Linked DNA regions of Mus musculus: region 1 is linked to region 2. A link is a contact called in public HiChIP or PLAC-seq data. All regions are on one chromosome and are shown on one strand. The core of a region is the stretch at or near the end of the contact, and the rest is flanking DNA. Distances in the headings are between cores, read along the strand shown.

Region 1 (4,756 bases), core at 150-2,649, 49 kb before region 2:
AGTTTTGCTGAGTGACTGGAGAAGCCAACTAGGGATTTTAAATGATAATCTCCAAAGTGGAAAATTAGCTGTGGAAAATCAGGGTTTGATAGACAGCCCCCTTTCCCATAATTCCTCCTTCTGTTTCACATCTTACCTTGGTCCCCCTCCCTCCTCTCCCCACCACCATTGTCTCTTCTCAGAGCACGGGCAAGCCTGGTCCTCAGTGTATAACCAGCAGGTTATACACATCAGTGATTAAGCAAAAATGCTGCCCTTGTTTAACAAGGTGTTCTGACAGGCACCTGCAGATGTGCGTGTGTGGGGTGGGTATTAACATCCCTGAATTCAATCTAGAACCTTTAATAGTAACCAGATACTCAGAAACAAGCAATCTTTCAGAGAGATAGCAAATGCTAATGGGGGGGGGGCAAGGAAATGTCAGAATGTTGTCCTGCTGACCTGGAGACTTGGCCATTGGTCTGGGATAAGTACGCTGTGGCTAGTTTGCAAAGCACCCCTTACTCTCAACGCGATTCTGTTATTGGGGCTTCCAATCACACCAGACACATTGAGGTGAGGGCTTAAGGGTTACAATTAGGGCTTTAATGAGCCATGTACTCTCATGCCAAACGTTCAAGATTGAAAACTACTGGTCAGAAAGCCCCAAAGGCAGGGGACTGGAAGGTTCTGGAAGGCTGGGGCTGGAGGAACTGTATACAGGGTTTGTTAATAAGAGACCCATTCCCTCCTGCATCCTCCGAGCAATGCCCAACTCTCCAATCAGATCCTGGCCATTGTCCTCAGGGGCGGGGAGTCCAGTCTTGAAACCACAGGGTACCCCTTCCCCTGTCTCAAGCCACCTGGAGCGCCTAAGCAGTGCCTGTCTAAAGCCACTTCACTCATCTCTTTTCTAAGACACAAGGCTCCTAGTTTGTGGCTCTTAAGAAAGTATTCCCAAAAGAGGATCCCAACTCTAAAACTGCCTCCAAATTATTACTATTAATATTAATTATAGTGCTGCTGTTAAATATGCCCCGACAGTAACTCTATCCGACAGCATCTTAGGAAGACTCCATCTCCCTTTGTGCACGCTTATGTTTTTCACCCTCATCTCCTCTGGTCCGCAATAAAAGCAGCCCGGTTCCCAGAGCATCCAAAGTCCTGAACCCCACTCGCCATCCCTCCTGTCCCTAAACTCTTCTTCTATGCCTATGGTAGAGAAAAGCTCGCTTAGGGACCTCCCTTTCGGGGCACCATTAGCAGGGCACGAACCCAGGGTGATGCCAAACTTAGGAACCCGAGGGCTCAGGAGCCGACGGAGCCCCCGCCGAGTGGAGAGACGGCGGCCTGGCCGGCGGGTCCCCAGGCTCCTCCCCTGGGGTGGCCGAGCAGGAAGCGGGGCGGGCACGGCGCGGGGGCGCGCGGGGCGTGCGGGCGGGCGCGGGGCCCGGCGCCGGGGGTATGCGCGGGTCTGGGCGGGCAGCCCCGGCGCACAGCCGCGGCCCGGGCGCACGGCGCGGGGCGGAAAAGCCTGTTTACACAGACTGCACACCGCCTGGGGAATAATGCAGTAAAGGAAGTGAGCAGGCTCGGCCTGACTGCTCCAACTTCCTGCTCTCACACACACCAGAGGAGGGGGGGGGGGGAGAAAAAAAAAAAGAGGAGCGAGAGAAAGAAAAAAAAAAGAGGGGGGAAAATCAGGATCTCATTACAAGAGCAACAGACCGTCTGCAGACGCCTGTCAGCATGGAAAGTCGGGGGCTTTCGCCCGGTTCCTCCTAGAAATCTCCCCAAGAAGACTCCCAAACGCTCCCCCACGTCTGGGTAGGTTGCAGGACTGTTTGCCTGTTGCTCCAGCGCTTGCAAAGTTTTCTTCGGGCTATTTTTTTTTTTTAATTTTTCCTCTTTTTTTTTTTTCTCCTTTCTCCTTCTTTCTTTTCTTTGGCTGGTGGGGGTGGGGTTGTGGGCGCTGTGGGGTGAGTTGTAGACTGCGTTGGGGGAGGATGGGGGTGCGTCCCCGCGGGGGAGGATGCTGTGCGTCGCCACCGCCACCGCCACCGGCGCCACCCCGGGAGCTCGTGCTCGGGCCTGGGGTCTGCACTGCGAAGCCCGGAGGAGACACCCTGAGTGCAAACTCCTGTATCCCTGCAGCGAGGCTCCGGGGCTCTGGGATTAGGGATAGTGGTCGAAGCGGGCTGCGTGGCTGGAGGCTGGATTGTCACTGACCTCCAGCCGGGGTTGCGGTCCGGATCCCTTCAGGATGGGCACCGAGGCGCGAGTGTTCGGATTCAGGGGAGAGCACAGGGGTGGAGAGGGAGCGGAGGACTTGGGCCATGGAGATGTGGGGCCCGGGGCTACGTCCACTCTCTCTGGGCAGGTGACCCCCGCCCAGGTCACCGCCCCAGGCGCACGCCCAGTCTAATGGACATTTAAAAGCCGGCCGAGTCGGCTAGTCCAGATTCGGATTGGGGAGATGGGCCAGGCAAGGGATGAACTTGAAACTCTCAGCTCTTTAACTTCCAACTGCCTGCTGGCCTGTAATGTTACTGGAACTTTTTTTTAAGGGGGGGGGGCTTGAAATTGGGAGGCGGGAGCTAAAAATATTAAATGGTCTCTGTTTTGTTACGACCGAATCATTCCGAGGATAAGCTGCAGTTACGCGGCGGGTGGGGGTGGAAGCAAGAAAGGCTATTTCAGAAACTGCAAAAGGGGCTTTTTAGAAGGAAAAAAAAAAAGAGTGTCGGGAGAGTTTCTGGCTTGTCTGGAAACGGCAAGACTAATTGCCGTGCGCTTCCGCTTTGAAACTGGCTGCAGACAGCATCTTGAAAATGACTCACTGAGGAGCTCACAAAGAAACTGCGGCTTGCTGCTGCTTCTCAGGTTTATGTATTTGTGCCTTTTACAGTTTCCTTTGTAGTGTTTGAGGGTCCCCCGCCCCTTCCCTGCCGGCCCCCTCCAGCCCTCCCCATCTCGAAAGCCCCTCGCCGTCCTATAACTCCCTGCAGTGCTCTGCCGGAGGTGGGGAGGGGGGGGCAGTTGGGGGGGGGGCGTATGGGGGGGGGAAGCCGAGTTGTTTTTGGAGTTGGCTGGGGAGAGGGTTAAAGGGATTCTGCTGCTGCAGGGGGAAAAATGTTCCTTGAATTTTCCACTGGCTGCTGCAGGAAGAGAGAGCCCTTTAGTCATTGCTAAGTAATGTCTGCACACACACACACACACACACACACACACACCCCGACTAATCGCATTGGGAGTTTCCGCTACTCCGCACAGGAGGGGTTTTGTGCGAGCCACTGTCTGCCTGCAGACTTATTGACTTAGAGGTGCCTTCTCCACCCCTGCCAGTCTTTCTAGGGCACACTCTCAAAAAACTTGGCAGTCCCTTTGGCCATTTTGGGTCTCAGTCATGCTTTCCTGGGGGGCGGGGCTGGGAGAGGGAGAGAGAGAGAGTTGTATGTATGTTCTGTTTTGTTCTCTGATGTTCAATCAACTCTTACACAAACACACATGCCTGCCCATCCTCTCCCATCTGTTCCTCTGCTTTGTAGGGGTTGGGAAGGGGGACATGGCTGGGGGGGGGGGGGTAGGTCAGGTCAGGCTGGGAAACCTAGCATGTTCCAGGCATCTATCAGTGAGAACCTAAATCAATTTATGAGCCCTATTGCCCACCAAAATATCCACTGGTCTCCTTCCTTCTCTCCCATCCTGTGGCACACATTTATTTGGAAAAGGGTCAGTTACGGGTTTGAATTTATGAGGATTATAAAATTACAGATTGTGTTAGGAGGGTATGTAGGTCAGACAGTTAAGGAGACTGTCCATAAGTGTACTAAGAGCTTCCAGTAATGAGTGCTTGCAAAACCCCCAGAGCATGAAAAGGGATGGCCTTTCAATGCCAGATATAGAGCAGGCTCTCTCTCTCTCTCTCTCTCTCTCTCTCTCTCTCTCTCTCTCTCTCTCTCTCTCTCTCTCTCTCTCTCCTTTTAAATGTTGACTAGAAATGTGTAGAGTTACTAAAAAGGACAAAGAATTTCAGAGAACCCCACTGAAAGCACAGGGCTTCTTTCTTGCCGAGGACATGGTGCCTCTCGTGAGGACTTCCAAGATGTTACCAAGACTTCTCCTTTGGCAAATCTGTCCTAAAAAACAACCCAGCCAGCCCACCCTAGGTGAGTCAGTGGGCCAGACTTCCAAGATGCCCCTCAAACGTTTCCTAGGGCTAAATGGGTGGTCAGTAAACTGCTGGTGTTGAGTGTTCAGTAGGACCACAAAACTTCAGCTGATGGGGAAACCTTCCAGGTGCTACCATCATCCTGCAGGAGGATTCCAGAAGGTTGTGAACACTTCCTTCTAACCCAGTGCTTCTCAACCTAACAGTGCAACCCTGGAATACAGTTCCTTATGTTGTGATGAACCCCCAACCATGATATTATTTTTTGTTACTACTTCATAACTGTAATTTTTGCTGCTGTTATGAATCATAATGTTAATATCCGATATGCGGGATTATCTAATATGTGACTCCCCCAGACGGTCTCGACTCACAGGTTGAGAACCAGGTTCTGAACAGAAGGAGGGTATCAGAGTCCAAGTTGTTGAAGAATCCTGAGATCTGCTTCTGTGGTTTTCAACCAGGAATAATTTTGCTTCCTACAAGGAACACCTGTAGGGGTGCTAAGTCCACCTGGCAGAAACCAGGGATGCTGGTATTCAACCACCAGTGTCCCAGACAGCTCCCCATCGATAATCTGCAAGTCTCCCGTGCTTACGCCAAGCA
Region 2 (4,634 bases), core at 1,096-3,595:
ATGCGGAAAGGCTTGGTATCCTGGTAACAGAGGGATATTACCAGAGTAACCATGTGGGGAGACCTCTAGGGTCATGGCATTTGAGGGGGGGGCATTTAGGCCTTAGGAAGTTTTTAAGGCATATTATTTTTGGAGGCACTCATAAGCCATGTGCTTCCTGATAAGAAAAATCATGTTCACAGATTAAAGTCAGTATAAAGCTGTGTGGGTCATGGTGACCTTTAACAAGAAACACAAGGGTGACATGCAGAAGGAAAGTCCCTACCAAAAGCAGGGCTGCTGTGGGGAAGCTCAGGTCCCATGGGGAGAGAAGGGAAAATTCATGGGGTGTGTAAGTCTTAGCTGCTGGGAGCCCCTGGGAAAGGTGGCCTTTTTCCCTTCAGAAGTGTCACAGTGGTGTCTGGTTCAGCTGCCGGGCAGACAGGTTGGGTGGTTCCAGATCAAAGCAGAAGCAAGCTAGTGGTAGAAGGTGGCAGCGTTGGGCTAGATTCTGCTTCGTAGGTGTGGGAAAGTGGGTATCTGCTTTCTGGGTGATGCTCTATAGTAACAACACATTAGGACGGTGGGCATGCTACCCTACTCAGCCAGCTCCAACTGGCAGGCGTCATTGTCCTGGAGCTTTGAGGCTCCATGCCAGATTATGCTGCAGGTGGCCTGGAATTCCCAGCTCTGCCTCTGTCCTTGTCATAGCTGTCCCTGTCAACTCCCAACAGTAGCCACCAAATTCTTCCCATGTGCCAGACACCTGCTCCACATCACCCACCTTGCCACCTGTGTCATAGCAGCTTCCCTCCCCCCAGCCTCTGTGTAGATACTGTTGCCATTACAACTGCCTGGCTGAGGTGGCTGGGGTTCAGAGGTGAAGTGCCTTGACCTGGATCCAAAGCTGTAAGTCGGAAGGATGAGTTTGGAGCCACTTTGCATCCAGCATCCATCCACTCTGAAGCTAAAGTCTCTGCCATCCCTTGGGGAGAAGACCCGGCCGCTCTTACCCTGACAACAGTCCGTGGGGTGTGCAGACCAGCGGCCAGCAATTCTTTGCTACTTTGCTTTCTTTGCCAGGCTTCCCAGGGGTCACGTGGCAGCTTATTTTTGTGAAGTGACTTGAGGAACTGTGCTCATTTCTGAGGAGAGGCCCAGGACTCCGGTAATAGGTTGGAATGGGCACATACACACTCCCAAATTAGCATTCCCTAACAAAGCAGGGCTGCCAGGCAACAGGCGAGAAACCTGCCTCTCAAGTAGCAGCTCAGGCAAGTAAGAAGAGTGAGAGCTGCCAGGCAGAGTCCGGGCCTTAGTGTTTAAGACTGTAAGGCTGAGAGTGGTCCAAAGTCAGGCCAAGGTCATCCCCGGTTTCGGCGTCTGTGTTCTCTGTGAGCCTGCATCCCCTTCTCTGAGCAGAGTGGGGCCGACACCAACCCTGTCTATTTCAAGGAAAATTGCTACCGTGGCTTTGGTCCTAGATACCGTGAACTCAGTGGGGGCCTGGGATGGCAGGGCAGGGGATAGGAGGAGAGGGACCTTGACCTGAGAGAGGGATCCTAACATGTGGACAGAGAGTTAATCCCCAGAGACAGAACCTACCAGAGTGGCCTAAAACCTAGAGAGAATGCTTAGGAAGCTGGACTTCTGGGACAGAGGGCCTGTGCCCTCAGGCACATGGGGGTCAGGCTGACAGGATACAACTTTCATTGAGTGACTACTCAATGAAAGGAAATCCAATGGGGCCTAGGCTTTGAGAGACAGAGAGAGAGAGAGAGAGAGAGAGAGAGAGAGAGAGAGAGAGAGAGAGAGAGAGAGAGAGAGAGAGAGAGAGAGGGGGGAGACACAGAGAGACACAGAGAGAGAGACAGAGAGAGAGAGACAGAGAGACAGAGACAGAGACAGAGAGAGAGACAGAGAGAGAGAGAGAGAGGGGAGACACAGAGAGACACAGAGAGACACAGAGACAGAGAGAGAGAGACAGAGACAGAGAGAGAGACAGAGAGAGAGAGACAGAGACAGAGACAGAGACAGAGTCATAGAGAGTGAGTGAGCTTGGAAAGAGGTGTCACACAGTTAGTAAAAGAGGCTGCTTAGGGACATAGTGTAACCTCAGGAGCTAAATGCCACCAGAGACTACATGCACCTGGAATGGTGCTCTGCTCCTATGGGCTGTGGGTAGTCAACTGAGAGGGAGAGAAGGGCAAAGATCTGGTAAAACTCAGCCTCCTTTCAGCCATCAGTGGTTTAACTCTGACCAGACAGGCCACTAAGGGGTTAATCACAACAAGCTTCCTGTTCTACAGGATTAGGCTATGCTTGAAGTCGGTATAAGATTTAGATCAGTAGTAAAGCTCCGCCCGACGCCCCAGGGCGTCCTCCAGAAGCTGACCCATCCACTCTTAGCTCTCCCACTCACCCTTAGTGTTCCCTTCTGGGGGGCGGGGCTCAGAAACAGAATGAGCACTCCTAAGGGAGTGCTCACTTCAGAGAGGGGGCGGGGGAGAGGTGTGCTCTACTAACCCAGTCCCCTGTAAATGAGGCGCCTTGACAAGACATATCACATGATCACTGTCCTTTCCCACATGTGTCATGGGGTCTACATTCAGATTTGAACATTCTGTCTTCAATTCGATGTGCAGAAAGCCAGAACAAATGTGCCTCTCTCACAGTGTCAGAGCCGCCTCCCGTCAGGAACACTGGCGAAGCCGCTGACAGGAGCTGCAAAGAGCGGAGGACATGACTCTTGGTGCTAAGTTTATGATAAATAGTGTCCGGGCAGGGACTTCTCCAACAAGGGGCTGGAAGACTCAAGCAAAAGTCAGCTAGGTACAGAGAAAAATGATGGCGTCAGAGCTCAGCCACGGAGGTCCCATCTGAATGTTGCTGAAAAGCAAGGCGCTTGCTTGTCCCCGTTGGCACAGGCTACCGAATGTTAGGCAGAGGGGAAGGAGCTGGGGTGTGAAGCCCTCCTGGCCTCTAGCCAGGCACCTTGGCAGCCGAGGTGGCAGCTGAAACTCCTGACTCCTCTGCATGCTGGTTTCATCTGTCCCTCTTCCTGCCACATCCCATCTGTGTCCCGTTGCTCCTGTCCCCCCAAGGTGAAGTTAATTCGGAATCCAAGGCATTGTATTTCTCATTTCTGCCAAGACTCGTGTTCGTCTCACCTGTGCTGTCCAAGATGCTGAAATCTGAGCTGTTTCAGCACTGGGCACGCATCTCCATCAGAGTCTGAGTATGTGCGCCTCAGGCTGTTTGCTCGGCAGCCTGGGATTAGTGGCTGAGTGGAGACAGCCTGCTCGGTTTGAAATGCTGAAGCCTACTTCCTCTATTCTGGGGTAGCGGAGACAGCTCTGAGGCCAAGTCAGAAAAGTGGGAGTCTGGAGCAGTGTAGGAGAACCTACAGAGTGCGAGCATCCTGTCCCCCTACACCCCACTTCTGGTGTGGTTTCCATCTTCCTGTCTCTTGCCATTATCATCAAAAGAAAAACATTTTCCCCCCTCTCCCTTCTCTCCAGGGTTGTTCAACTTCCTTCTTCTTCTGTTGACCTTTCCCCAGACAGGCCTCCATCTCTGACCATGATGACCTTTCCTCCAGGCAGAGAACTTCCTTGTAGGTCTCTGCAGTACAGGCTAGGATGGTTCTTGGCTACCAAGTTGTAGGTTGCCCCAGAGAAACAATAAAGGGAGTGCCTTTTCTCCTTGCGCCCTGGGGTCCCATGCTGCCCCCTCTCCTCTCTTCTTCTAGTGACTACTCAATGGGTCATCCATCTCTTCTGGTCTGCCTCCATCACTCTCTCCCTCTCTCTCTCTCTCTCTCTTTCTCTCTCTCTCTCTCTCTCTCTCTCTCTCTATATATATATATATATAAAACTTATTTATTGTGTATGTGATGTGGGCTAGTGTGCACATATGGAGGTCAGAGGACAACTTGTAGGAGTTGGTTCTCTCCTTCCACCATGTGAGTCCCACAGATAAAACTCTGACTTGGTGGCAAGTGCCTTTACCCCTGGCCCAGCTATTGAAAATAATGTTGAACTCTGGGGCGCCATTTTTATGGACTCCGTTGGCCTCTGTGCCACTTTTAAGGTATATGTGTAAGGGCTTCTCCTTCACTCTTCCTGAAGTCCCAATGGTTTCCTAGTGTCTCCAGCACCCACTCAAGACATCACCAAAGACATCTTCTCACTGCCACTGGGCAGGCCACACCCAGTCTCTTCTCTGCCTCCTTTCTAATCAGTTCACGTGGAGCTAGTCACTGAACACCCAGGCACTTGCTTGCTGCCTCAGGGATACCAAGATTAGTATATAGATGTGGTTCTGGTTCTCATGAGCTTACAGCTGCTGCCCGGAAATAAAGAATAGGGGTCAAATATAATTTCTGGTCATGAAAACTGCCCGAGAAGTTGAGACATGGTTTGATAGGAAATTAACAACTTCTAGAGGCATAAGCCAAGTGGAACACGGATGCCTTGTAAGAATTAGTAAATGATCACTGAACATAAATTTTTGCAAGACATGAAAAGGATGGGAGAAGTGATCTATTTTACAACCTTACACTGCACATAAATTTTTGCAAGACATGAAAAAGATGGGAGAAGTGACCTATTTTACAACCTTAGGACCTATCCCTGCTGAAGTACACACATACA

The links. HiChIP or PLAC-seq counts read pairs in DNA pulled down with a chosen protein or histone mark.
Region 1: an H3K27ac HiChIP or PLAC-seq map of microglia shows a contact between it and region 2, with 2.3 times the contacts expected there. The contact joins the promoter of Elk3 here to the enhancer-like site in region 2. A contact is called at or near these places in 3 of 39 promoter capture datasets (3T3-L1-derived adipocytes, macrophages and second pharyngeal arch cranial neural crest), 2 of 484 Hi-C or Micro-C datasets (muscle stem cells and stem cell-derived neural progenitor cells), 7 of 115 datasets of contacts at active chromatin or transcription factors (CD8 T cells, embryonic fibroblasts, embryonic stem cells and 2 more) and 3 of 9 other capture datasets (adipose tissue, liver and pancreatic islet).

Annotation. Positions count from the first base shown.
Region 1 is chr10:93,307,802-93,312,557 of GRCm38.p6, reverse strand. It overlaps Elk3 (ELK3, member of ETS oncogene family), which reads left to right and starts at 1,399. Exons shown (of 5, transcript NM_013508.2): 1 at 1,399-1,806.
Region 2 is chr10:93,260,127-93,264,760 of GRCm38.p6, reverse strand. The region is part of intron 3 of Elk3 (ELK3, member of ETS oncogene family); the gene reads left to right. Among named protein-coding and RNA genes, the nearest start is that of Gm32551, 23 kb to the left of the region's middle. Within about 2 kb of position 2,345, at least 188 of the 459 cell types and tissues checked have an H3K27ac peak or open chromatin away from gene starts, as enhancers often do. A contact at or near this core is called in CD8 T cells, adipose tissue, embryonic fibroblasts and 5 more, where this site is marked.